Linked DNA regions of Gossypium arboreum: region 2 is linked to region 1. The links are chromatin contacts, called in public Hi-C maps. All regions are on one chromosome and are shown on one strand. Each heading gives the region's core, a stretch centred on a gene start, on an enhancer-like site or on the middle of the called end of the contact. The rest is flanking DNA. Distances are from core to core; before and after follow the strand shown. Region 1 holds the start of LOC108473779 (acidic leucine-rich nuclear phosphoprotein 32-related protein-like). Region 2 holds the start of LOC108465033 (probable protein phosphatase 2C 80).

Region 1 (6,159 bases), core at 621-3,120:
AATAAATCCGCGCAGGTACCTTTCGGTTCAAGAGTCGCAGCTTGGACCTGTAGTTGATGAAGTTGAATTGTAGCTGAATTGTAGCTATTGCCAATATAACCCTTTGCAGATAAATGTTAAAAGAAATTAAAAATTGTTTAAAATTGGATAGGACTTGTGAGAAATCATCTTGCAATGGATACAAGTTGTCAGGAAAGTTTTACTAAGATTATAAATTTATTCACTGTATAATTCATCAGTATCTGTATGTGGTGGCTTAAACATTATGTATGAATAAATCAAGTTGTGATGCCTATGGATTCTTTTAGAAACGGTACTTGATTTATGTGTTTCCATAAGATCCTTCTATTATAATCTGATTTCCGGTGAAGAAGGATATGATGAAGTATTCCTCATGTCTTCAGGAGCTGGCAACTCATATCGGAGAAGTTGTGATCAACAAATGCTTTTGCACTCGCCGAAATCCGATTAGTATATCTGCAGCTGCTATATATCTGGCATGCCAATTAGAAGACAAACGGAAGACGCAGGCTGAGATATGTAAGGTGACAGGTCTCACAGAAGTCACCCTCCGAAAAGTCTACAAGGAGCTATTAGAGAATTGGGATGATCTACTTCCGTCTAATTATACTCCAGCTGTCCCTCCCGAGAAAGCATTTCCTACAACTACAATTGCCACAGGCCGATCTTCAGTGCCTAGAGTTGATTCAATTGATCTGAGTTCTACAGCAGACCGAGATAAGCAGCAAGACTCAAAGCCAATTAAGCCTAATGACGTGTCAGAAGCCGGCCTTCAAGCTAGAGGCAAAGATGATGCAGAAAACAATGGAAATTCTTCTGGAACCCATGCTGCTATGTTGAACCGGCCACCACATTTCAGGCAGCCCTGGCTTCAGTTTGGGGCTCCCGGTGTTAGGACGGTAGGAGATAAAAACCAGACTACCATTGGAGGAGACATTAGAGAAGCACAACCAAGCTGTCCAGAGTCGGAACATAAAGTAGATATGCCAAAGACAGATACCAAGGGTGCTAGTAGTTCCCTAAGGCCCAGCCAATTCTCAAGCTCTCCTGCTTCAAATGTGAGTACCATCACTTGGCCATTTCGTTCGCCAGCCTCATCAGGGCCTTCGCCAAACATGCCTATTGTGCATCCTCCAAAGTTGCCACCAGGTTTTGCTGAGCTTAAAGGATCCGGGACTCAAAATGGAAGTAAAGTTACCAATCCGAGTGGAGATTCCAAATGATAATTTAGAACTGGTCCTGGCTTGAATTGTTGTCGAACATCATAATTAATAACGATACATTTATTCCTGTTTTATACACCTGCTTATACTTTCACTAGTTTTGCAGGATTAAAAATAACAGTCGTAATGTCACATTGCGATAGTTGTTTCATGGTTTACATCGATATTCAGTGTGGACAGTGATAGCATCATTTGTGCTTTCAGCGATGAGCGCCACGCTTCAGGGTTGCAATTTAAAATCTCCTTGGTGGCAAAGCTAAGAATTTATTCCCATTGCTGTGGTGTAGTGTTGTTATTTTACTACTGTCATTGTCATGGAAATTCTGAGTTTGGGCCATAGGAAGCTGGGCCTGCTAATTACAACGCCCGATGGCAGTTCCGTAATTTCCTCCAACTTAATAGGCATTCTCCTAATATTCCCGATATTTACAATCAAAATGACGTGTCAAACCTGCGCTCCAGTTCATTATCTCTCATCTGTCTACATCCTTCTCGAGAACAAACACACCAACCTGAAATTTCTACCGTTCATTTTATCCACGTCAACGATCCGTGTCTTCCTCAATCCATTGGTTCACCTTCGTCCAATAATTCACAAAACCACCTCCCCCGCTAAAACAAAACCGCAGCCACGAACCACGAGCCGTCTAGTTCCCCCCCCCCCACCCCCTCCGGTCCCACCTTCTCTGCTCGAGGTTTATCCCGACTCGTCCACTCTTATAACCAATAAAAAGAGAAAAGTGAGAGAGAGAGAGGGAGGAAAAAAAAAAGAAAAAAAAGAAAAAGGAGAGGAAATTGTTATGGTTCTTTTTATTTATTTAATCTCTGTGTTTGAGTTTTTATTCTCAAGTTTGGAACTTGAAAGAACAAATCCCGTACATCTGGTAAAAATAAAAATATTTAGGGTTTAAAGCCATCCGAAATAGATTAAAACAGAACAACCTCTCCTCGATCTTCAAAATCTAGGGTTAGGGTTTCGTTTAAGTTTTACTCAAAATTTGTAGTTTCCTCCATTTGAATTTCTTGTACTATTATTAACTTTCCTCTTTTCTGGAATGACACTCCATAATCTCGTCCCTTTCGAACCATCCTTTTGAACCATTTCACTTTAGAAATATAAGAAACAAGCTTTATATCTGGTATTTTGTTGATATAAATAGGGGCTATATGAGATAAAAACGGTGTGGAATTTGATGGATGAGATCTGGGAGAGAGCGGTGGAGACAGCGTTAGACGGGCAAGCGGACCACGCGGCGGTTAGAACCTTGACACTTGACGGTGCGGTGAAGTGTGTTCAAGGTCGCCTCCCGCCGCCGAGCCTTTTGGAAAAATTTGAGAATCTTCTACACCTTTCAATTGCCAATATCGGTGTTTCATCTCTAGAACAGTTTCCTCGTCTTCGAAATCTCCAGAAATTAATCCTTTCAGACAATAGAATAGCCGGTGGCCTAGAATTCCTCGTTGAAGCTGGTCTTGACTCGCTCCGGGACCTTGACTTGTCTAATAACCGGATTCAATATATAGAGGCTCTTGCCCCTCTTGCCCAGCTTAAGCTTGTTTCCCTCGATCTATATGAGTGCCCGGTTACCAGGGTCAAGGATTATCGATCTAGGGTTTTTGGGTTGATTAAATCGTTGAAATATTTAGATAAAATGGACGCCGAGGAAAATGAAAGGCCAGAATCGGATGATGAGGAGGAAGAGGAAGATGAAGAGGATGAGGATGAGGATGATGAAGATGATCCTGGGAGTGGGGAGGTTGATGGTGATGATAGGCAGTACAGAATGAATAACGGGCATAGTGAAGGAGGTGAAGGGATTGTTGATGTTGATGAGGATGAAGAGAGTGATGCAGATGAAGAAGAGACAGACACGGGTGGAAGGGTAAATGGGTTAGGCCATGAGGCCAATGGGTTTCGGATTGAGGAAGTAGGGAGAGCAGAAGATGAAGATGATGATGGTCATCATGAGAATGATTCAGGTGAGGAAGTTGATGATGAGGAGGAAGAAGATGTGGTGGAAGTTCATGATATTGAGGATAGTGATGATGATGAGGAAGATGGGGTAGAGGATGATGATGAGGAGGAGGATGAGGATGAAGAGGAGGAAGAGGTAGATAATGATGAAGGTGATTTTCCTGAGCCAGAGAGTACGGGGCATTTGATGAGCACGGAAGGGGAGATTGATGGGCATGAACATGGGGAAGATGGGGATGATAATGATCATGGTGAGACTGGTGAGGAAGAGTTAGGTGTTGAAGAGGATGGGGAATATGAAGATGAAGAAGAGGGTGAAGAGGAGGTGAGGTTTCATATTGCTTGCAATACTTACTACCAGTCATACTTCTATTGTTTACACTATTTGATTAACTTTAGGTTCTTTTCTTTTTCCTGCTTATTGCGTTGTTTTCTCATATAACTTGAGTTAATTGTTTGATTTAAGTGGCTTTTTTAGATTTTTCCCAAGTAAATATCTGGCTTGCTGCTATGTCTTGAATGCTGTTATTTTGTTATTCACTTTCTCACATACACTTGTCCCATGTGCTAATGTTTGCTTTCAAACATTAGGAAAAAAAATGCTGCGCTTCTGTCACACTGTTATACAAGTGTTTCACATTATAAGTTTATGGTCTTTGTTCACGGTTCTAGCCTTTTATAAATGTTGATATTTCTTTTTCCCTTACAAATTATCCACGTGGATTCTTCCCTTGTTGAAAAGCCGTTGTGCACTTACAGTTTGTATGGTTCTCATATTTCTTGTGAGTCTTTGTATGGTGAGGACAGTTTGGTAATTACCTTAATGTATTCTGGTTTTGGAATTTTAATTGGGATGATACTTAGGTAACTTTTTTTGTTTCTTCATGTCTTTAAAAGTTGTAGCTTATTACCTCATCCTCGAACTATTGACTTTTGTTGCCATATATGCTCTTTGTTGATGATGATGAATTGTAGTTGTCTTTGAAGTCAGTTTTAATCTCTTGTTGACCAAGTTCTTTGTCATGAGAATATCTGTTACTTGTTCTGTCTAATCAATGACCCTACCAGACTAAATTTCTAGGTTCTGTCTGAATATTTTTCTTTGGTTAGATACAATGTTTTTTGTTAATTTTGTCTTTGGCTCTATGATAATATTGGTTTAGCTCACTAAGCAGTTAATAAACAAAATCTCTGTCAACTTTGTTGGCAAACTTTATGTTCTATGGATTGTAGCTAAAGTACAGTTGTAAAGCTGATAAGCCACTTCCTAGTGCCATGACTGCCTTTTTTTAATGAAGTTTCTATATTAGGTTTCTATTTATAGTATTCTGAGTGGGTTATTGGTGATTTTGGAAATTTTAGTTGATAATCTCATGTTTCTCAGAACTTATTTGGCTTTTCTAATCTTGCATAGTACTTTTTTGGAGTAGCTTTTGGTTGTGGAATTGGTGTAAGAACTTGTTATTTATACGTAGTACTTGATTGTTTGTGGATTAGCCTTTGGAGCCATGATATTTTGTGTTGTGCTACTGTTATTTTTAATATCTGCCTGTTTGTTTAGTTTGACTGATTGCAGTGTTATCTTAGCTTTGGTATCTGGTATTATCTTTTATTTTTCCTAATGAACTTCACCTTTTTTTGGTGGATTTTGATGTTTTTAAAATTAATGTTGGTTGACTGGAATAACAGGATGAAGACTATGGTGAAGGCTACCTGGTTCAACCAGTGGCCCAAGCTGAAGAACATGATGCTGAAGGTAGTGACATGGACCCAGGGAATGATGATGATGATGATGATGATGATGATGATGATGATGATGATGATGATGATGATGATGTAGAAGAGGAGGAAGAAGTTGAAGATGATGAGGAAGTGCCATCGACTTCACAGCTTAAGAGAAAGAGAAGCGATGATGCAGGGAAAGATAAGGAGGAAGATGATGTGAAGTTTTCGAAGAAGCATGGTTAGGGGGGGTTAGATATATATTGTTAAAATCCTAGACTAGAATGGTTGATTGATAGAGTGTGGTAGATGATGCTGCTGGCAGTGTTATTGAACGAACAGAATGTTTAGGGTGAAAGGAATTGTGTACTTGATGGATGGGCTTAGTTCAAAAAGTCGTTAGAGCGTTTCCCTTTCTCTTTAATATATCCGTTACTTATTTGTTAATTCAAATGGCAGTTATGAAGTGTTTTAACCGCCCTTTTCCAGTTCTCAGGAGGTTGGTCGGGGAATGGATTGGAGGGAAAACCAACCTTTGATAAAAAAAAAAGAAAAAAAGAAAAAGCTTTGTTTAAAAAAAAAAAAGGGGGATTTTGTAATAAGTTACAAAATGTTGTACTTTTTGTAGATAGTATTCGTTTGTTATCGTTCACTTCGGCTCGGCTCCAAGCGGGAAGGATTTCAGGCCAATTAGATAACACACGCTAAGCTGCCATGGGTGGAATCCATATATCTAAATTTTATTTTTATTTCATGAGCTGTAGATGATAGCAGAAGAATCACATTAGCGACTGACAAATTGTTTTATGTAAATGAAATCAACGGTTTTGATTTATTATTCTTTTTGGACGCTGTAAAGTTTGTTGATAAAATTAGATCCATGTTGCAAAATGGACGGTGTATTTGTAATTTGGACAATTTAGGAGGAGTGGCCTAGTTTGTGAGTTATTTCTGTAGTCGGAAGAGCCCAATGTCTTGGGGCCTTTTGCTAGTAGAACAGGAGTGTCTTTTTATTCCCTCGGGTTTTTCACTATGCTTCCTCTTGCCATTATCTTCGCATCCATGGTTTCCCGCATTCATTGGAATTCGGATAATTGTTAAATGCACATTGGTCCATGCTTACGGCTTAATATCACTGTGTTTGAAATTTTGGTTGGTTTAATATTTTTAATGTATAAATATTTAAAATATGTTTGATAATTATTTTAGTTTTTATTT
Region 2 (7,047 bases), core at 102-2,601, 300 kb before region 1:
ACAGACAAAAATTTGAGCTGTCTAAGCAATGAACTTGCTGAGTCGGACAACGGAACTTGTTTTCCTGTAAGAGACCTTTGAAAACCAGTAAATACAACAGGTTTTAGCTTAGAAAACACAACTGCTGGCATCTTTAACCCTTATATCAAGTTCCCTTAATTCAACCACCGTTTGAGAGAATACCAGACCTTGTATTGCAAACAAAAGGCTATACGTTGACACGCGTGTAACCACCTACCAGCAATTTCCTCTAAGGAAGCATATTTGTCTCAATACCTGAAATAGCAGACAAAATAGAGGTATATTATATTATATGTATTATGTACATTAAGGTTTGGGCTTTAGGAGCGTAGCAAAGATGCATAAGCTCACAAAATTCAACAACAAAAAGGAAAGAATGGGAAGAGTTGAAATCACTTAAGCTACTCACATGGCTCAAGAATTATTCAAATTGCATTTAGATCAAAAAATAATAATAATATATTAACTGGATTTTAACAAAAATAATAATATTACTCATGAAAAATGGTTTTGGATACATTGTTTTTTATTCTTTTCTTAGCAACTTTTGAGCATTAGAAGAAACGAGTAACCAAAACATAGCTTAAGTGTACAAATGCCTTTTTAAAGTTAAATATTTCTGGCATACAATAAAAAGAAAACATATGAATTCTGCATACATCAATGACAAAAACACATGGATAATTTTAAATTTTTAATCATCAAAAAAGAAGAAAAAAAAAACGTAGGTAATTTAAAGAATCTAAATGCTGAGAAATATAATTCACAAAAACTAGAACTCTCAACAACTACCTACAAACTACAGACAATAGCCAAATAAAATGCAGAACTTGATAATGAAAGAAAAAAAAAGAACCTGTTGAAGCGGCTTAATCTGGTATTATTCGACACCTGAATGTTAGAGACAAAAAGGAAAGAAAGCAAAGAGAAAGAAAGAAGAAAGAAGCTCCGAAGAAAGACCTAAACGAGAATCGACGATCTCCGGAGCTTCTTCGCTGCCTCTCCCTCTCCCTCTCTCCCTCTCCCTTCGGCTCTGCGGATGCTGCGGATGTTTCACTTTTTCAGGGCAAGCGCTGTATTGAGGATAAACACGTGATACATTCTTGGACACGTACCCAACCCAACCCTCTATTCTTAGGACTTAAATGTATTTATTTCAAGTTCTTCCACCTAGATTTAATAGAAAAAAAAATAGATTTAATAGAAAATATTAATACCATAATTAAATTATGGTTCATAAGTTATAAGAAATGATTAATTTTATATAGAAAAAATATATGAAAGTTGTGAGTAACTATGTTCTATACTTGCATGCTTAATTTTTTGTGTAAGTTTTCAACTCTTCAAGTGCAGTTGTTAATAAGTGAGTTTTAGTTTTGCTCAGTTTATTAATTTTAGATTAAATTGTATTAATTTCTAACCTACTTATAATGTAATAGTTTGATTTTGTATTATAATTAACTTTTAACTATCTATTTTAATACTTTAATATTTATAATTACTTCAACTTATATTTATATTTTGATGGTATTTTATTTATTATAGAAAAATTGGAACCCACAACAAGAGTGTGAGATATGAGGTGACGGTCAGTGGGAGGTTGGTGACTGACTATTTTTATAATATAGATTAAGCAAAGGTGGGGCGTGGACGGGTGGGTGCAATAAACAAATGGAGGGTTAGCGAAGCGGGGAGTTGAAGAGCGACGAGGTCCGTTCTTTTTTTAGGTTTGGGGTACAGCAAGGTTGTGGTGGTGGAGTCGCCTCATCCAAAAGTTTTGTCTCTACCTAGATATAAGTTTTAGCTATTGGATATCAAAATTTCTTTCTAAAAAAAAATCAATTAAATGATACTAATAAAAAGGGCTACATCAATCAATTAATCAGTTGAGTAATGCTAAAAGCTTCTTCTTCTTTTTTTTTTTCTTTTTGCGTAATGCTAAAGGCTATAAGAAATGGTAAAAAAAATGCTCCAAAATCAATGGAGCCCATTAATGGATTATTTGGCCCAAATAGGAAAGAAAAGGGAAAACACCCAGTTAAACATCTTATTCGTTGTCTATATGGTCCTGAAGCCCAATAAACCATTACGGTTTACAAAAGTCGAACTATTCTTGGAATTACATTACTTGAGTTCAACAAATAACCAAACAAATCCATTATTTTCATATAACTTGGGCAATAGTCTACGTACTAGCAAACATAAAAATAAAATGGGATAAATGGTACGAAAGGGAAAACCCAGCACAAATTTACAGATCAGCAGAGTGGAAGATCAGGAGGTGGAGGTGGCAAATTCTGCATTTTGCCTTTCCCATTCTTCACTAGAAAAGCCATTGACAGTCCCCATGTTGTGTGCACTTCCAGATGGCAATGCATGAACCTCATTCCTGAATTATTCATTACAGTTAATAAAGTAATCAAGGTGACAAAATAAAAACAAAACTGAATGAAAAATTTTATGGTTTTTAGCTATGAAATTCACCTGGATTATCAGCTCTGAATCGAATGACTGCCCATCTGCCTTCTGGCACACCCACTGTGTTCCTATAGGGAGGAAGGATTGTACAAGTTAAGAAGTGCAGTGGTGGAGTTATAGTTGCCAAGACCAGTGCCCAACAAGTAGAAGCTAAAGCCGTGAAGGTGTATGGGATGCTTCTCAGTTCCTACTGTGCCAGTGTCTTGAAATATGACTTGAACTGCCCAACCATGTTCCAAGATACTAACTTGAGTCCCTATTGCGGATTGTGTATCGACACTAATGTTATTGGGAGCCCCATTTACAAAATCATACATCTTTTCTGGTTTATCAGGGAAATCCGTACTATAATATCCTTGTAAATTATTGTAATAAGCATTCAGAAGAGACACCATTGGTCTTCGAAAAGTTACATTGTTGACTGAAGCCGCAAAGATTCCCCCATCAGGCCCCTGGCATCTATCAGAGTCAGGTGCGTCGCAGCTGAACGCGTTGAGTCCAATTGTCGATTGTCAAAGGAACATCAACAGGGGACCATTGGTGGTTTGGGTATAGCCTTTTGACTTGGTCCGAGAATGCTTGAACCGATGCAGTGTCATTTACATTAGGTATGATTGGTTCAAGAGGTGTCATCGACGTTTCACACGTGACTTCTGAGCTAATTTGTCTACTTTCACTGTGGGTGATGCATAACGGAGAATCCCACAAGAAGTTTTCATCAAGAAGGGGACGTTTTTGGCTGGCATGTAAGGGGCCATTGCCATGTATTTGCCAATGGACAGGTCTGCTTTGAGCAAGACGTTGTATGTCTGGCCTGGAGTCAGCATTAGGAACGTGGTTTTGAAGGGTTTTGTGTATTCTCCATCAGTTTCCACTACAGTCATAGTATGGTTAGCCACCATGAAAAAGTGCTCCATGTTAAGGGCTGCATTGATGATTCTGAGAAGATAGTTCTTCCCTTTTGAAACATTAATGGTGTATACATCTGCACAATATTAAATGAAAAGAACCCCCCACAGACCAACCATCAGTAGTTTTAACAGTAATGGAAATTAAGATATACTTGTTTGTTCAGTGCATTTAAAAGACCATATATACCATCTCTAGAACAGTTATGGAGGGGACCAGGAAGACCATTCAAAGTGTAGGCATCTGACCCTGGGGGACCTCCTCCTGATTCTTTCACATGTCTTTCCAAGCCCTGGACGTCTCGAAGCCAGTACTCTCCTGTCCAAACAACACCGCTTGGTTAAAATCATGTCGAGTTTCTGATACATGCAGATGAATCCTTGCGGATCAAGGTAGCTTGGTGAATACGAAATGGATTACCTAGTATAATGACATGCTCTTCAACGGGAGGCTGAAATGGATAACCTACTCCTTGCTTGGGGTAGATAATGAGGGGACCATGAACCGTTGCTCTTAGCCATGATATGTAAGCATGCCAGAAGAGTGTGCCCCGTTGGTTCAACAATGTAAACCTGTATTTGAAATTCTGGCCTGCTTGGATCGGACACTGAGTTATGTAGGCAGGGCCATCAAACCAGCATGTTAGCCTTCGGCGGACCCCATGCCTTTAATAAGAAACCGAACCAACATATGTCACTCCTATGCTTACTAGCAATATGGTGAGCTAAACAGCTAGAGGAGGAAAAAGAATGAAGTAAATTTACTGATCAACTTTCTTACAAGTGAATTGAAATGTTGTATGGAGTAAGATTCGAGACCTTGACGACCACAGTGTCGTCTTCCCAAGCATAAATAGTAGGTCCAGGATACATACCATTGACAGTGAGTATAGTTGATGTTTTGCACAGTTTTGTAATAGAGGCTGTTTGAACCTGTTAACTCACTGAGAGGTTTATTTCAACTTCAAAGACAACTCACAACTCATATGCAAAGCTGAAAATTGAAGATTATGAGTTATACTTTACAGAAAAAAAAAAATTGTCTAGATCAAGTTCAGCAATTTTATTTTTAATCCTCAACATTACTTATTCTAGGTAGTGACATTACAAGGAAAATAGTTATATCAAGATTTTTTTTTTTTAAATTTGAAAAGCAGAATAAATAATGATAATGAGGGCCCAGCTTAATTGATAAGTCGACAACCAGACATTAATGCTCTAGCAACAGCGAAAAGAGGGATGGATGCATCAATGCCTCGTTATTATCCGCACAGGATTGCATTAAGCATCACCTTGAAGTCATAATATCTTGTAACACTCGCTTTATGCCATGCTTCAAGAACACCTCCAATAATGGAGAAGAAAAGAAGAAACAACAAAAACCTGCAACAACTATTTTCCAACTGATTTCTTGGCATTCCCATACACCCAGAAAAGAAATCAAGGGGACCAATTTATACCAACAACAAATTGGTCCTTGAAAATCCATGTTTGGAGCAGTTGAGAAAAAAACTAGTCCTAACATTCTTGATAGTAGGAAACAAGTTTCTTCTTCAATGGTTTGGTAGACTGTCATTGTATTGAGCATGTAAGAGAGATTATGGTTCCAGGGGCTTCTGAGATGAGTCATCAATTGTTTCTTAGTATTTGTATTCTTGAAAACCTAATCAAATGTTAAAAACAGGACACATGCTTATGACGAAGTATTCATCTCCAAATGGAATTCGTAAATGCAGAGAAATATGGTGGTTGCTGACTGTATCTACCTTGTATTGCTATATCATGTCTTCTAATTTGGAGCAGTATATGAAATTGGGGTTCACAGTTACATCTCCAACCATTCGAAATTATTGATGCTGTGGCAGCTAAAAATCCAGGAACAACCAGACAAGTCAGATTTTTATTGTTAAGGGGAAATCAACTCATTTAATGTTTTATTAACCATTTGTTGCTTATTATATTGCTTCTACTTAACTACTACCACTAAGATTAAATAAGTAAAATTCAAGTAAAAGTTAAAGAGGGTAGATTTTTATTTTGCCTGAAATTGAAAAACAAAGAGAAGCAAGATTTGGTCAATGGAAGCAAAGGGAGCATAATGTCTTTAATCTATTAACCATATACACATTTATATACAGAATTTTGCAATGTTATGTGGATAATCTAGCTCTAAAGCAACTTAACATAAAAGACATTAAATTTATGCCTTTTAAGAGTTTTTCAATATAAATTTTATATTTGGTTAATTGTTTTATTTTAAAGATAATGACGTTGAAGAGAGCTTAGAAGGTATATACACCCAAAAAGCCGGCATGCAATTTTCTCCTTTATCATCACATTCATTGACTTGGGTGCTCAAGTGTCTGCATTAATATTGTAGCTAGCCATGATATGGGTTGGAGGACCCTCCACAATGTAAGACGTTTTCCCTCTTTTGCAGACCTCAAATCATTTCAACAACTCCTCCATCCTCCATGACTTTTTTTTTTTTGTTGAAGAACATCCTCTAAGACATTATTAACTAGTTTGGAATTGATTAGAGCTTAACAATCTTTACATGAATAAAATTTAACTAAAATGAACCAATCTCTTACTGCAACTGTATATATATATATATATGTAGGATTGTAAAGGAAATGTTTGGCTTTTTGAAGTTTCAACCCAATATTTAAGCTTGCTTATGTTTTCTCAGCCCACTTATTATTGACACCACCCCAAATTAAACAATTCGACTTATTTTCCATATTTCATGCTTATGATATGATAATAAACAAAAGGGTTTTGCTTAACTCCCCGAGTTCTCGTTTGCTTTCATGATCTGGTTTACCTCATGGAAAACTACAGCTCATTCACTTCTCAATTCTTTTTTTTAGAAAATGGGAAAGAATAGCTAAGTGATCATCTTATAGTTCCCAGGCTTTGATAAAATATAAGATAAACAATGTCGAAATGTCTCCACTTCACCCAAATCATTTTTTTAGAGATGTTACTCTTTCAGCAAGCTTTATACATTAGGTATCCTAATAAATTTGGTTCTAGTATTTAACCTTTTACACAGACGGGCATTTTCGCCTTTGTTGTGTACAAGGCAGCAGAACAATAAAAAAAAAGACCTCAACTGCCTCTTTTGATGGCTTGATGCTAACCCCTGCACTGGCAATTCTTATTTGTCCCATGTTATGAGCTCCTTCCAATGTCCTTGCTGGTGAAATCTCCACCCCCAAATGAAGTTGCTGCTGCAACAACATCAAGTTCATCTCCAATGGAGGTAATTAGAGCTGACAGGCCACCATTGGGGCTGCCACCAGCAGCCATTCCCAATCCAAGAAAATCCAGAGTTGCTTGCCTAGGACCAAACACAGGAGTTCCCATCATCAATTCCTTTAATCCTGAACTTCCATCACGAGGAAGCCCAGGGCCAAGCCCTGCTACAACAGAGGTATTCTCAGGCTCAACTTCTCTCTGACCCCATTGTAAATTATCTTGCTGTGCAGATAATGAAGATAATGAAGCTATACCAAAACCATGAAGCAAGGATGCATTAGTTGCGGTTGCTCCCATCTGAGCAGCTTTCTGCAGCAGTGCTGTGGCAGACATAGCAGGTTGTGGTGGTGGAGCGTACTGCCTGTGCTCTTGCCCT

The links. Hi-C and Micro-C count contacts between places; a contact is called where the count stands out from the background.
Region 2: a contact with region 1 is called in a Hi-C map of leaf, with 3 times the contacts expected there. The contact joins the promoter of LOC108465033 here to the promoter of LOC108473779 in region 1. A contact is called at or near these places in 2 of 5 Hi-C or Micro-C datasets (both in leaf).

What each region holds. Positions count from the first base shown.
Region 1 is chr11:27,914,723-27,920,881 of ASM2569848v2, reverse strand. It overlaps LOC108473779 (acidic leucine-rich nuclear phosphoprotein 32-related protein-like), which reads left to right and starts at 1,870. Exons shown (of 2, transcript XM_017775530.2): 1 at 1,870-3,544; 2 at 4,909-5,416. The coding sequence starts at 2,438. The coding sequence ends at 5,187. LOC108474177 (plant-specific TFIIB-related protein 1) reads left to right here. Exons shown (of 3, transcript XM_053022052.1): 2 at 1-15; 3 at 405-1,499. The coding sequence ends at 1,244.
Region 2 is chr11:28,213,417-28,220,463 of ASM2569848v2, reverse strand. LOC108465033 (probable protein phosphatase 2C 80) reads right to left here and starts at 1,351. Exons shown (of 6, transcript XM_053020883.1): 1 at 878-1,351; 2 at 7-276. The coding sequence starts at 131. LOC108465019 (zinc finger protein GAI-ASSOCIATED FACTOR 1-like) reads right to left here. Exons shown (of 4, transcript XM_017765320.2): 4 at 6,311-7,047. The coding sequence ends at 6,585. It also overlaps the pseudogene LOC108465025.